2 separate regions of the Oryctolagus cuniculus genome follow, and region 1 is linked to region 2. A link is a contact called in public Micro-C data. All regions are on one chromosome and are shown on one strand. The core of a region is the stretch at or near the end of the contact, and the rest is flanking DNA. Distances in the headings are between cores, read along the strand shown.

Region 1 (5,236 bases), core at 91-2,590, 150 kb before region 2:
TGATCTTACCCAATAATCAGTGTTAAAGATATCTGTACTCAGCACAGGAGAGTAGAAACACCGTAAACCTTCAAATCTCTTTTTTGGTACATGGCTTACCTTATCTGAACTGTGTAGACATGATCGATGGATTTGGGTTCCCACTCCAGAATTGTCTTGAAATTCGTTGACTTCCAAGTTAGATTATATGCTCTACCTGTAGTGTCTGAACAACACAGGGACCGCTATTATTACATGCGCTTCCCAGCACACGGGTCTCACTTTCCCATCCTCCCATCACCATACACTGCACATAATTGTTTTCAACCGCAAAAGCTCCCCTACTGAATTATCAAGAGGAAAAAAAAAAAATCAACATCCAGCCTGTAATCCACGGCTCTTGAACCCCTTGTTTGAAAGTGTCCCTGGGGAAAGCCTTGCACCGGCCAGGAGCCATCCAGGGTGTCTGGGACCCAGCTGGGGAAAAGCAAGGCTTAGGTTCAACTCAGCAGGGAAGACCAAGTAGGAGGGGGTTTCACCGAGTTGCAGACAAGGGCGAATCGCACACGTGGCGAAGGGCTACATGGGAAAACCGAGTCTGTCTACACCACCTCTACACTGAAACACCCAGATACCAAGGTGGTTTTATGGCCCTGTCCCCGCGGCATTTTTCGATTAGGAATGTTTTATCATGAAGACCTTTTTCCAACACTCAGAAGCTTCCTGTGTGTCCCCCTACCCCCGCCCTGAACAAGTACTGGGCATATAGGGGGTGCACGACATGGTGCCTGCTCCTGTTCACGCCTCATTTTACAACAGCACCAGCTCTACCCAAATCTAAATCCACAACGACCAAGCACAGACCGGGGCCCCTCTTCATTAGGGGAGATGCACATGGAATGAAATAGTTAAAACCCAAACTAAGGCAAGCGACCCGTGCAGATGCCGGCCCATGTCCATCCCTCCACCCCCAAGGTTACAACTCGGTGGAAAGTTCTAGCCCCAAAGCAGGAGTCAACAGGAGACTTAAGCAACCGCGCTCCAGCAGAAGGGGCAGCGGCGCTGGGGCTCCAGCCACCTCCCGCGCAGCTCCCACCTGCGCACCGCGAGGCCCAAGTTCATTCAAACCCGCGGCCGAGCCCCCGGAGCCAGGGCGAGCCCGCGGCCACCCAGAACCGTCTCCTCCGTCCCGCGGGCAGCGCGTCCCGGGCTTCCGCCGGTGGGGGCCACTCACCTGCGGCGCGGGCCACCTGGGCAAGCAACCAGCCGAGCAGCACCGTATAAGGAACAGCGGTCCCGGGACGCGGGATCTGGAGCCGGGTCGGGGGCGCCATGTCCAAAGGCCCACAAGGAGTGCGGATGGATTCTGCCGAGCCTGGGAGTCTGCGGAGGGTGGGCTGCAAGCGACCAGAGGCAGCCAGGGATCTACGGTTCTGCTGGAGCCCGTGCGGGGCGAGCTTTAAAGGGCCGCGCGCGACGCCGAGAGCCACGACCCGCCCCGAGCCGCCCCCGCCTCCGCCCCTGCTCCGGCCTCCCCGCCCCCCGGCGGTCACTACCGTCGCGGTGGGCGGCCCGCGCGAGTCCACACCCCTGCCCCGCCTCCTCTGCCTCGTAGGAAACTCCCAGACCCTGCAAGGGGTGATTCAACGCTGATTCAACCGCACCGCCGCGCGCCAAGTTGCTGTCGGCTGCAGGCGGGCCCAGGTGCTGTGAGGCTCGGCCCCCGAAGGCCCCTTGTGCCCGGGGCCCCCAGGCCAGGGAGGCCCGCGACGCTCAGCCTGGGCGGCCGGCAGGCCTACGGGGAAGAAGGAGCTCGTGAGTTGCAGGGAAGGGGCGCCCCTTCCACAGGGGGATAAAGGGCTGCGGGGCCGGCGGGAGCGCGGCGCTCGCCACCTGGAGCCTGGACGCTGGGCTCCGCTCCGGGGCATTTCCCGGGCCGTTTGCTCCCGGGCCAGGGTTGGGAGCCACAGCCCGGCAGCGGCTTGCCTGTGAGCAGGGCCCCTCCCGTCTGCGGCTTTCTTTTGCACCCCGAGGGGCTAGGGCACCTGGTTTGTCTACCTTACAGGGCGCTCGGCGCCAGCCGCGTCGTGCCGACCTGGGTGCCCGCCGCCGGTGTGGACCCGAACGACCCAGGGCCCACGGGTCTGAAGGTCACTTGGCCCCGGCATCCCTCGGTCCGAGGAGGAGCCGTCTCCCAGCTGGCACTTTGCCCCTGGGAGGATTCCAGCGTGACATCTGCGGCCCTGCGGTTCCAGAAAGGATGGTTCTCACACTGGAGAAGACATCCGTGGGACTGAATGAGTTCCACCCGAGTGCGGAAAGGCCGAAAAGGAAATTCAGAAATGTCATCAGACTTCCCCACCGCGCGCGCTAAGCCAGAGGTTTGCGGAATTACTCCCTGGCTTCCCCTTGTGGGCTTGCTGTGAAGTGGTCACGCGTGGAATGTCCGCGCTCACCTGTGCAGTGCACCGCGCGCTGCCCTGGCAAAGCCTCGCCCAATTCATTTGTTGTGTGGGCGACATCACTGCAGAGTTTTCAGGGCGAGAAGATGATGGGTTTTCTGTCTCATCCTCCCGGGAAGTGAATTGACACTTTTAGTGCGTACCAGGGGTCTTCAAACACTTCATGGAAATAAGCGGGGGCGGGGGGTGGAGGGGTGGGGGGCTGGGGAGCACTATGCACAGATTTCCAAAAGGATCTTGCACCCAAATAAAATTTTCTTTTGAATTCCATTTTCTACAAACTTTTTGAACTACCCGCATGCTGTATCCACATCTCCACATAGGCTGCTGGGCCTTAGGGTTGCATTCCTCTTAAAAGAAACAAAAGTTGGCACAGTTTTTATGTTCTGCCTTTGCCTGACCTGAAATAGCACATCCAGGGCCAGCCCTTGCCGTCCTTCCGTCCATGCAGGGGAAACCTGGCTGGCTGGTTTCCTCTCTCAGTTCTCTCCTAGCTCAAAAACCCACAAAGTATACGTTTGCAAAACTGAGTGGTGCAACCCCTCTTCTTGCCCCCTCTGGCCTGAGTCATTTTCCCTAACAGATCTTCAGCCCTGCCTGGGGTGTGATTCTTTGCTCCTTGGGGCTGAAGATAGCTGAAAGAGAAGCTTACATTGCTGAGATAATGAAATAATAACCATCTGTAGTATAGGACCCAAGGACTCGGGCTGCCTCTGCAGAGTAATTCCATTTGGAGTCTCTGACTGGCTTGAAATTTTGTGGGGTTCTTTGCACTACCAGGAACAGCCTTTTTTTTTTTTTTAACTTTTATTTAATGAATATAGATTTCCAAAGTACAGCTTATGGATTACATTGGCTCCCCCCCAATTACTTCCCTCTCACCCGCAACCCTCCCCTTTCCCACTCCCTCTCCCCTTCCATTCTTATCAAGATTCATTTTCAATTATCTTTATATACAGAAGATCCATTTAGTATACATTAAGTAAAGATTTCAACAGTTTGCACCCACATAGAAACACAAAGTGAAAAATACTGTTTGAGTACTTGTTATAGCATTAAATCTCAATGTACAGCACATTAAGGACAGAGATCCTACATGAGGAGTAAGTGCACAGTGACTCCTGTTGTTGACTTTACAAATTGACACTCCTGTCTATGGCATCAGTAATCTCCCTATGCTCCAGTTATGAGTTTCCAAGGCTATGGAAGCCCTCTGAGTTCTCCGACTCTTATCTTGTTTAGACAAGGTCATAGTCAAAAGGAACAGCCATTTGATAAGAAAAATATGCTTACTGTTCGATTGTGACACAAGAGGTGTCTTTGATGTTGAGAAATTAAATATTTTGCAAATTGACAAGATTGTCAGGGAGGAATTTGTTGGGTGTTTGTGTCAGTTTGGGGATAAATACTTAGTGACATTCTTGAAGCCTTGAAAAATGCTAACATGGTTCCTGTTTTCAAAAAGAGGAGGCAGAAAACTGGCCATGGTCAGTCACATTTTACAGCAACCTCTTCCCGGCGGATCAGATGATTTCTACACAGGCTGCTGTCTGACACCATTGAAAGCACAATGATTTCACTGCTGGTTTTTGCTGCACAGACATTGATTGCTAATCCGATTCCCTAGCTTTACACATGTGTTTTGCTTCTTTCAGTACAGTCATGCTTGGCAGTTACCAAAGGTTCCTCCTGTATGATATGAGGTGTTTTCAAAAAAATTTATAAAAAAATGTATTTGATGAAGAAACTATGCACGGATTGCAAAAAATTTTTTGCATCAAAATAAACACATCTTTTAATTCTGTTTTCTACAGACTTTCTGTAGTACTTTTCGTATACTTCTTGGAAGCCCTGAACGGTTGGAGAAGTTACTAGGCTGGAATGATAGGTGTGCTTGCCTGACCAAGCTTTCCAATTAGATCTTAGGGTGGCAGAGGATTGGCGAGGACCTCGGGCAGACAAAGGTCCTGAGGCAGCTGGCCTGAGTGAGCTGGCTTGCTCCACTGCCCGGTGCAGACCTGGTCCCCTGCCCTCAGGGGCTTTCCTTCTAAGACCTTCTACTTGTGTGCATGCAAGGAGGAGTGGACCAGCACCCCGTAAATGAATGCTGGATTTATCTGTCTAGAGCCACTCCACCGTGTTCTGCAGAGGGCGTAGAAAACACGTGCAGTTCAGGCACCTCCCTGTTCTGGGACAGAAACCTCCTGATAATTAACTCCTCGAAACACGCATGCATGCAAACACATTGGAAGGGTTTCAGGTCTCTGATAGTTAACTCCATGAAACCAGCATGCGTGCAACACATTGGAAGGGTTTCAGGTCTCTGCATAATCAGTGATGAAATGTGGCTGAGACAGCAGCTGGGGCCCTGCTCTAGCCCTTCCTCTGCCTTTTGCAGTACTTGCTCCCAGCTTCACTGATTCTGTTTCACTTTGATTGCAATGGTGCATTTACTTGTCAGTCCTATCAGAGCCCTGAGGGGAACAAGGACTAGGTTTTTTCTTCATATCCCTCAACTTTTGCACAATTACCAAAACGTGGTCACTATGTCATACATTTTGAATCAATGAGTAGTTTATGGAACTGTGCATGTAACCAAATCCTTTCATTGGCTCAAAAGAGGAAATCTGTACCAGGAATGGTTCTGTCGAGGGGCCAGGCCGTGAGTGTCCCATAATCCTCTGCGTGGTGAGAAAATACAGGCTACAAGGGGACTGCAAAAAGTTTATGGAGTTAAAAGATCAGTTTATTTTGGTGTAAAATTTTTTTTGAAATCCATACATAATTTTTTCATA
Region 2 (6,041 bases), core at 1,521-4,020:
AGATATTTATAGAGGAATAGATGATAGATAAATCAATTGAACAGAATAGAGAAGCCAGAATAAAATCACACTAGCAGAAGCAGTTAATTTTCTTTTTTTAGGATTCATTTTATTTATTTGAAAGGTAGAGTTATGGATGGTTGGAGGAAAGAAAGAGAGAGAGAAAGGTCTTCCATCTGCTGGTTCACTCCCCAAATGGCCACAACAGCCAGGCCAAAGCCAGAGCCAGGAGCCAGGAGCTTCATCTGGGTCTTCCACATGGGTGAAGGGGCCCAAGGACTTGGGCCATCCTCTTCTGCTTTCCCAGGTGCATTAACAAGGAACTGGATCAGAAGTGGAGCAGCCAAGAATCAAACTGGCAGCCATATGGGATGCCGGCGCTGCAGGCAGTGGCTTAACCTGGAAAACCACAGCGCCAGCCCCAGCCAGGTGATTTTTAATGGAGCAAAGGATAGTCAGTGGAAGAATAGTCTTTTATGCAATGGTGCTAGGACAAGCAAACATCTACAGGCAAGAATAAAGAAGGAAGGAAGGAGGAAGGGAAGGAAGGGAGAGAGGGAGGGAGGGAGGGAGGAACTCAATCTATACTTCTTACATAAAAGTAACTCAAAATGGATGATAAGTTTAAGTGTAAACTGTAAAACTTTTAGAAGAAAACATAGGAGAAAATCTTCAGCACCCAGGGCAAAGTGAACAGTTCTCAGACATGACGTTAAAATCATAATCCATAAAAGAAAATAAATCAGTAAGTTGTACTTCATCAAAATTAGATTTTTTTTTGCTCTATGAAAGACCCTGTTAAAAATTGAAAAGGCATGCTATTGAACAGTGTAAATATTTTCAAACCACGTATGCAGCAGATGGCTCATATCTAGAATATTTCAAGAACTCTCAAACTCAGCAGTAGCTGTAAGGTTACCAATTGAGGGATATCTGTGTGTGGTGACAGAACCATTCTGTGTTTTGACGTGGTGGCTGTCACATGAACTTCCACTTGAGAAAGACTGTATAGACGCAGAGGCAAAACTAGTGAAATCTGAACAAGGACTGTGCATTGGACTAATGTCAATTTCCTGGTGTGACATTATTGTAGAATTATGCAAATGTTAGCATCAGAGGAAATAGGATGAAGAATACATAGGTCCTCTCTATTGTTTCACAACTTCCTCTGAGTCTATAGTTATTCCAGAATTAGAAGGTGTTGCCTAGTTGGCCATAGCTGTTGATAGCCCAGTCACAATAACTGACACTCAACTCTCCTTCCACTCCTGACAGTGGATTTTACAGGTGGGCACTGGGGCCTACACCTCAGACTACAGACAAGTACTCAGTGTGTTTCTAAATGACAGCCATTCCTAACCTCCTTGGGCTCCTTCCTCTGACTGCAATCTTTGTCCGTCTCTTTACCTAAAACTGCCTGACATTCCATCAGCAGGCCCTGATGAGCCCCACTTGCTCCAGATTCCTCAGATCCTGCCAGCAATAGCTAGCCGGTCCAAATGAATATTCCATCTTGTACCTTCTAAGGGGTCTCCTTCTGTCATGGGCAGCATGGTATCTCCATCCCTCTAGAATGGTGCCTGACACATAGCAGGGGTCAGAAAATAAATTTATGGGCTGACTATCCACAAAAGGAGAGGATAAGAGAGAAGGAAGCAAAAAGAAAAATAATCTTAAATAAAAATTAAGTCACAGGTGCACAGGTCTCTCCCCAGTAAGAGGGAGGAAGAATCCTTACACATGTATGACCTATAAAAGGCCCATTACAAAGCCTCTGCGGGATGCCCTGTGTGCAGTGATTGATCCTTCCTTAGATTCTTACAAGCACATCAAAGATTGGTCCCTGCATAGTGCATATGCCTCAGTTCTTTTCAAAAGCAAGTATTGAGGCACTTTTTGCCCTGGGCACTGTGCCAGCAAGGGAGTTCCAGAGATGAGCAAAGTCTGCTTCCTGCTCCCAGAAGCTCCCAGTACAGCCGGCAGAGACAAACAGGCAGATCAAATCCAGGCCGACAGGAAGTGTGGGGGAGCAAGATCCCAATCTCGCATGGGGAAAATGGGGCAGGCCCAAGGGTCGTTAGGCAAAGGAGGTGATGGACAGGCTAACAGGCAGATGGTCACCACTGAGCACGTGTTGTGTGCAGACTCTACACTAGGCACCATCCACGTCATCCCACTGAGCTTTCTACAGCCTTAGAAGGTCAGTTTCATTCTTTCCAACTCACCTGACTCCGAAAGAACAGGTAGGGTTAGGCACGAGGCGCAAAGCCAAAGGTGCTCCCTGGCCAGGAGGACCTCATCAGCAAACCCCGGGCAGAAGGACAGTCCACTGGGCGGTCTGCAGGCTGCAAGCCTGAGTTGTTTGCATGACTGGGGTGAAAACGTGTCAGGGATTAAGGCAGGGAAGGAACCAGAGGGCTTTACGGAGTCAGGCCCCAGCAAGCTTTGTGTGCTCTGCCAACAAAAATGCCAACAGCTTTCAGAATAAGCTCAGTGAGAGCCTGGCATTTGCAGGGCCTGGCTGTGGTTATTGCAAATATTTGGATAAAATTGCATTCAGAATGTTTTCAGAAGAGCGTTCGAGCAGCGGTTGGCGCGTGCTCCTGCTCCCGCTCCGTGACATTGCAGGGCATACTCGCTCACGTTAGACAGTTGGCCCTTGCGTTTCTTTGAGCACTTTCCGTGACCGCTGGAGGCCTCTGGGTCTGGCCACGTGGCTGCTTGTGGGCACCCTACCGCTCTCAAACAGTGGACTTGGTTATACACGCCAGCTTCGTTTCCCCACGGGAATTATAACTCTGAGCCACAAGTCCTTTGCTGGCGCACAGAGCTCCTCAGTGGGATTAAACTCTGGTTGCCCACAGAGTAACTCACTCCACTGTCTTCTCCACTGGCCGTCTTCCCACCCCGCTTGGCCCTGTAGGTGTTTTCTGGGACTGCCTTTCATCAACTGCTTGCATTTCAATCTGTGTGTGTTTCTGACAACTCCTCCCCACCCCCCACCCCACCACAGAGGTGTAACAGATTCCAAGGAACTGTTAACAGTGGTTGCCTCCAGGGAAGGGGCAGGGTGAAGATTTTATTTGTCACTGAATATCTCTTCTTTTGGCTTTTGCACCATGTCCGTAGATTTTCTATTTAAAAAATAAAATCATTTTTAAACCTACCCAAAACATGTGCTTTAAATAATTAAAAAGTGAATTGTGATTTTACAACAATACAATCACATGTGCCTTGATCAAATTTTTAACACATTGGAGACCACCAGTGTATTAATGCACGCTGCCAGGCAGACGCTCTTAGATACAGTTATAATTTACCTTTTCAACTAGTTTGGCTCATAACTTTGAATAATTAATAAAAGTGTCACTGATTAGAAAGGGTGTAACTTTGTATGGGTGATTCCTTAAAATTCGGGTCCAGGTACACAGTCTCAATCAATTTGTACAAGTACACTACTATGGTCAACTCAGTCAAACTCAACCAAATTGATGCTGGCAAAATCTAAGTGATCCTTTTCCCTCCCACTGCAGAGTGGTCAGCTGTACAATGGGATAATGTTGTGGCACACCTGTCCTAAGTTGGAATTACTTTTGGTAGGGCTTTTACACATCAGGAATAAAAGTACTTACCTATTGTTAATGATTCCATATTGGAATCAAAATTTCCAACTCCACATTCTGTTTAATTCAAAACATCCTAAATTATCAAGGTAAACTGTTCAAAAATGAGAAAATAAAAAGTAGCTTCTACTGTAAAACTATTGACATGTAATAACTGTACAAATTTATGGGGCACAGTGTGATATTTCAATACTTGTCTATAATGTGTAATGATCAGATCAGGGTTACTGGCACATCTATCACCTCAAACACTTATCATAGTTTGTATTAGGAACATGTAAAATCTTGCCCATCAGTTATTTTAAAATATGGAATTAATTGTTGTCAGTCACAGTTACCTTACGGTAATATAGGACGTAACTTGTCTCTGAGAGTCAAACTTTCTCAACGTTGGGCACCAGAACCGAATGTGGGAATAAGCTGAATGCCAAAGCTGGTACGAAACTATAGCTGCATCCATGACCATGAATGTCAAATGTTCTTACTTTGCAAAACAGCCTCATTGTTCAGAATGGTTGGCTTTATTGTGAGCCAGTGTTATCAATGTGTGCTTATACAGTGCATAGCCACCAGTTGCCAACACTTCTGTTGGTTTCAGAGGTAATAATTATTTGAAAAATGAGTTACATTTCCAAATATCCGAGACCTGTGGTGTGGATGACGGTGTCCAGGGCAGGCTCCTCATCTACCATGGTCAGACACATGTGGGGGAGGCTGGCCACTCACTTGCCATGTGGAGAGGGAAGTAGAGAGAGACAGCCTATAGTCAGGACAACCAGATGGGAGGTGGCCGGGACCACGCAGAGGTAGACTTGGCATCACAACTTAGTGGGAGGAGTTGATGTCTTGGGTGTGGAGGCCAAAGCCTGGGGAAAAGATACAGAACAAGAAGAGAGGTTGGTCAAGGCTAGAGCCTGAGAAGTACCAGGTGGAGCCACCCTTGGCCACTGTGCCCGCGCTCCCCTCCTAACTAGAGCACACTCTGAGGAGTAAGACTTGGAATCTCCCCCAGGGCCCACAAGAAAATACAGCATACAGCATACAGCAGCTGCTCTGCCAATGCTTCCGCATTAACTGACTTGTTTATTCCAGACAGCAGGGGATGACACCACAAGAATCCCATTTAAACAAGTATGTCAAAATTCCCATATTTTAGCCAAATGCATTTAAATATCGACCTGTGCAGAATTAGCAGCTGTCATCCACTTCTAGATTCACAATGCTCTTTTTGGAAAAGGTGTACACAGTCTAGCTAGCTTTAAGTGGCATCTTTTATCACAAAGCAAGGAAGAGGTGCATGAACCGGGCCCTCCTGGGTGGATCTGGTGAACAGCCCTCAGGGCTAGGGGTCCACAAGAAGGAGACTAAGGAACTTCGTTTTCAGGGACTCCTGCTTGCAATTGCAGAGCCCTCTGCCTAGTTTCACATTTGTATTATTTTTCTTAAAGAAAGTGTCTCCAAATCCAATAGGCTTGAAAGCCCCCAAACCAAAGCCAGGCCTGGCCACCAGCAGATTCTGAGGCACTTTTGTCCCACTGCCGCCTCCTTGGACTCTGTTTCCCTGACTCACTCGGCTGCAGCCACGGGCCTCCTTGCTCTCTGAACGTGCTCGGCACGAGGGCCTTCACCTTGGCTGTTCTCTCTGCCAGGTCACCCCCTCCTGGGTGTTCCCCTTCTTCAGCCTATGCTGAAGAAGCACCTTCTCAATGCAGCCTGTTCTGACCTCCCTGTTTAAGTGAACCCCACTGCTCCCCCAACCCTGCACCCACTCCTGCCCTCCCTACCCTGCCATGTATCCTCATAATTCACCATCACTAACACACTGCAGGCCTCGTTATTGGGAGCAGGTGTTGGCATAACAGCTCAGGGGCTTGGGTCCTTGCCACCTGCCTGGAATACCCGGATTGAGTCCCAGCTGCAATCCTGGCTTCAGCTTGACCCAGTACTGGCAGTCGTGGCGTTTGGGGAGTGAACCGTCACGTGAAAGATCTCTCCATCTTTCAAAATAAAAAATCTCACTATTATTTTCTGTTCCCTCCATCCCAAGGATAAGTTCCATTAAAAAAGGAGAAATCCTAAGGCTGGTGTTGTAGCATAGTGAATAAAGTTGTCACCTGTGATGCCGGCATCCCATATGGGCACCAGTTCGAGTCCCAGCTGCCCCATTTGCAATCCAGCATTCCTGCTAATGGCCTAGGAAAATCAGAAGAAGATGGCCCAAGTCCTTTGTCCCCTGTCACCCATATGGGAGACCCAGATGAAGCTCCTGGCTCCTGGCTTTGGCCTGGCCCAGCCTTGGCTATAGTGGCCATCTGGGGAGTGAACCAGCAGATGGAATATCTCTTTGTCTCTCCCTCTCTCTCTAATTCTGACTTTCAAATAAATAAATATTTAAAAAATAAAACTAAAAAAAGGGAA

The links. Hi-C and Micro-C count contacts between places; a contact is called where the count stands out from the background.
Region 1: a contact with region 2 is called in a Micro-C map of ear pinna, with 2.7 times the contacts expected there. The contact joins the promoter of F3 here to the enhancer-like site in region 2. A contact is called at or near these places in 2 of 6 Hi-C or Micro-C datasets (ear pinna and skin fibroblasts).

Annotation. Positions count from the first base shown.
Region 1 is chr7:76,151,801-76,157,036 of mOryCun1.1, reverse strand. F3 (coagulation factor III, tissue factor) reads right to left here and starts at 1,340. Exons shown (of 6, transcript NM_001082291.1): 1 at 1,214-1,340; 2 at 100-205. The coding sequence starts at 1,313. LOC138850597 (a long non-coding RNA gene) reads left to right here and starts at 1,616. Exons shown (of 2, transcript XR_011390566.1): 1 at 1,616-1,794; 2 at 2,045-2,281.
Region 2 is chr7:76,005,485-76,011,525 of mOryCun1.1, reverse strand. No RefSeq gene overlaps it. Among named protein-coding and RNA genes, the nearest start is that of SLC44A3, 120 kb to the right of the region's middle. Within about 2 kb of position 2,770, at least 2 of the 8 cell types and tissues checked have an H3K27ac peak or open chromatin away from gene starts, as enhancers often do. A contact at or near this core is called in ear pinna, where this site is marked.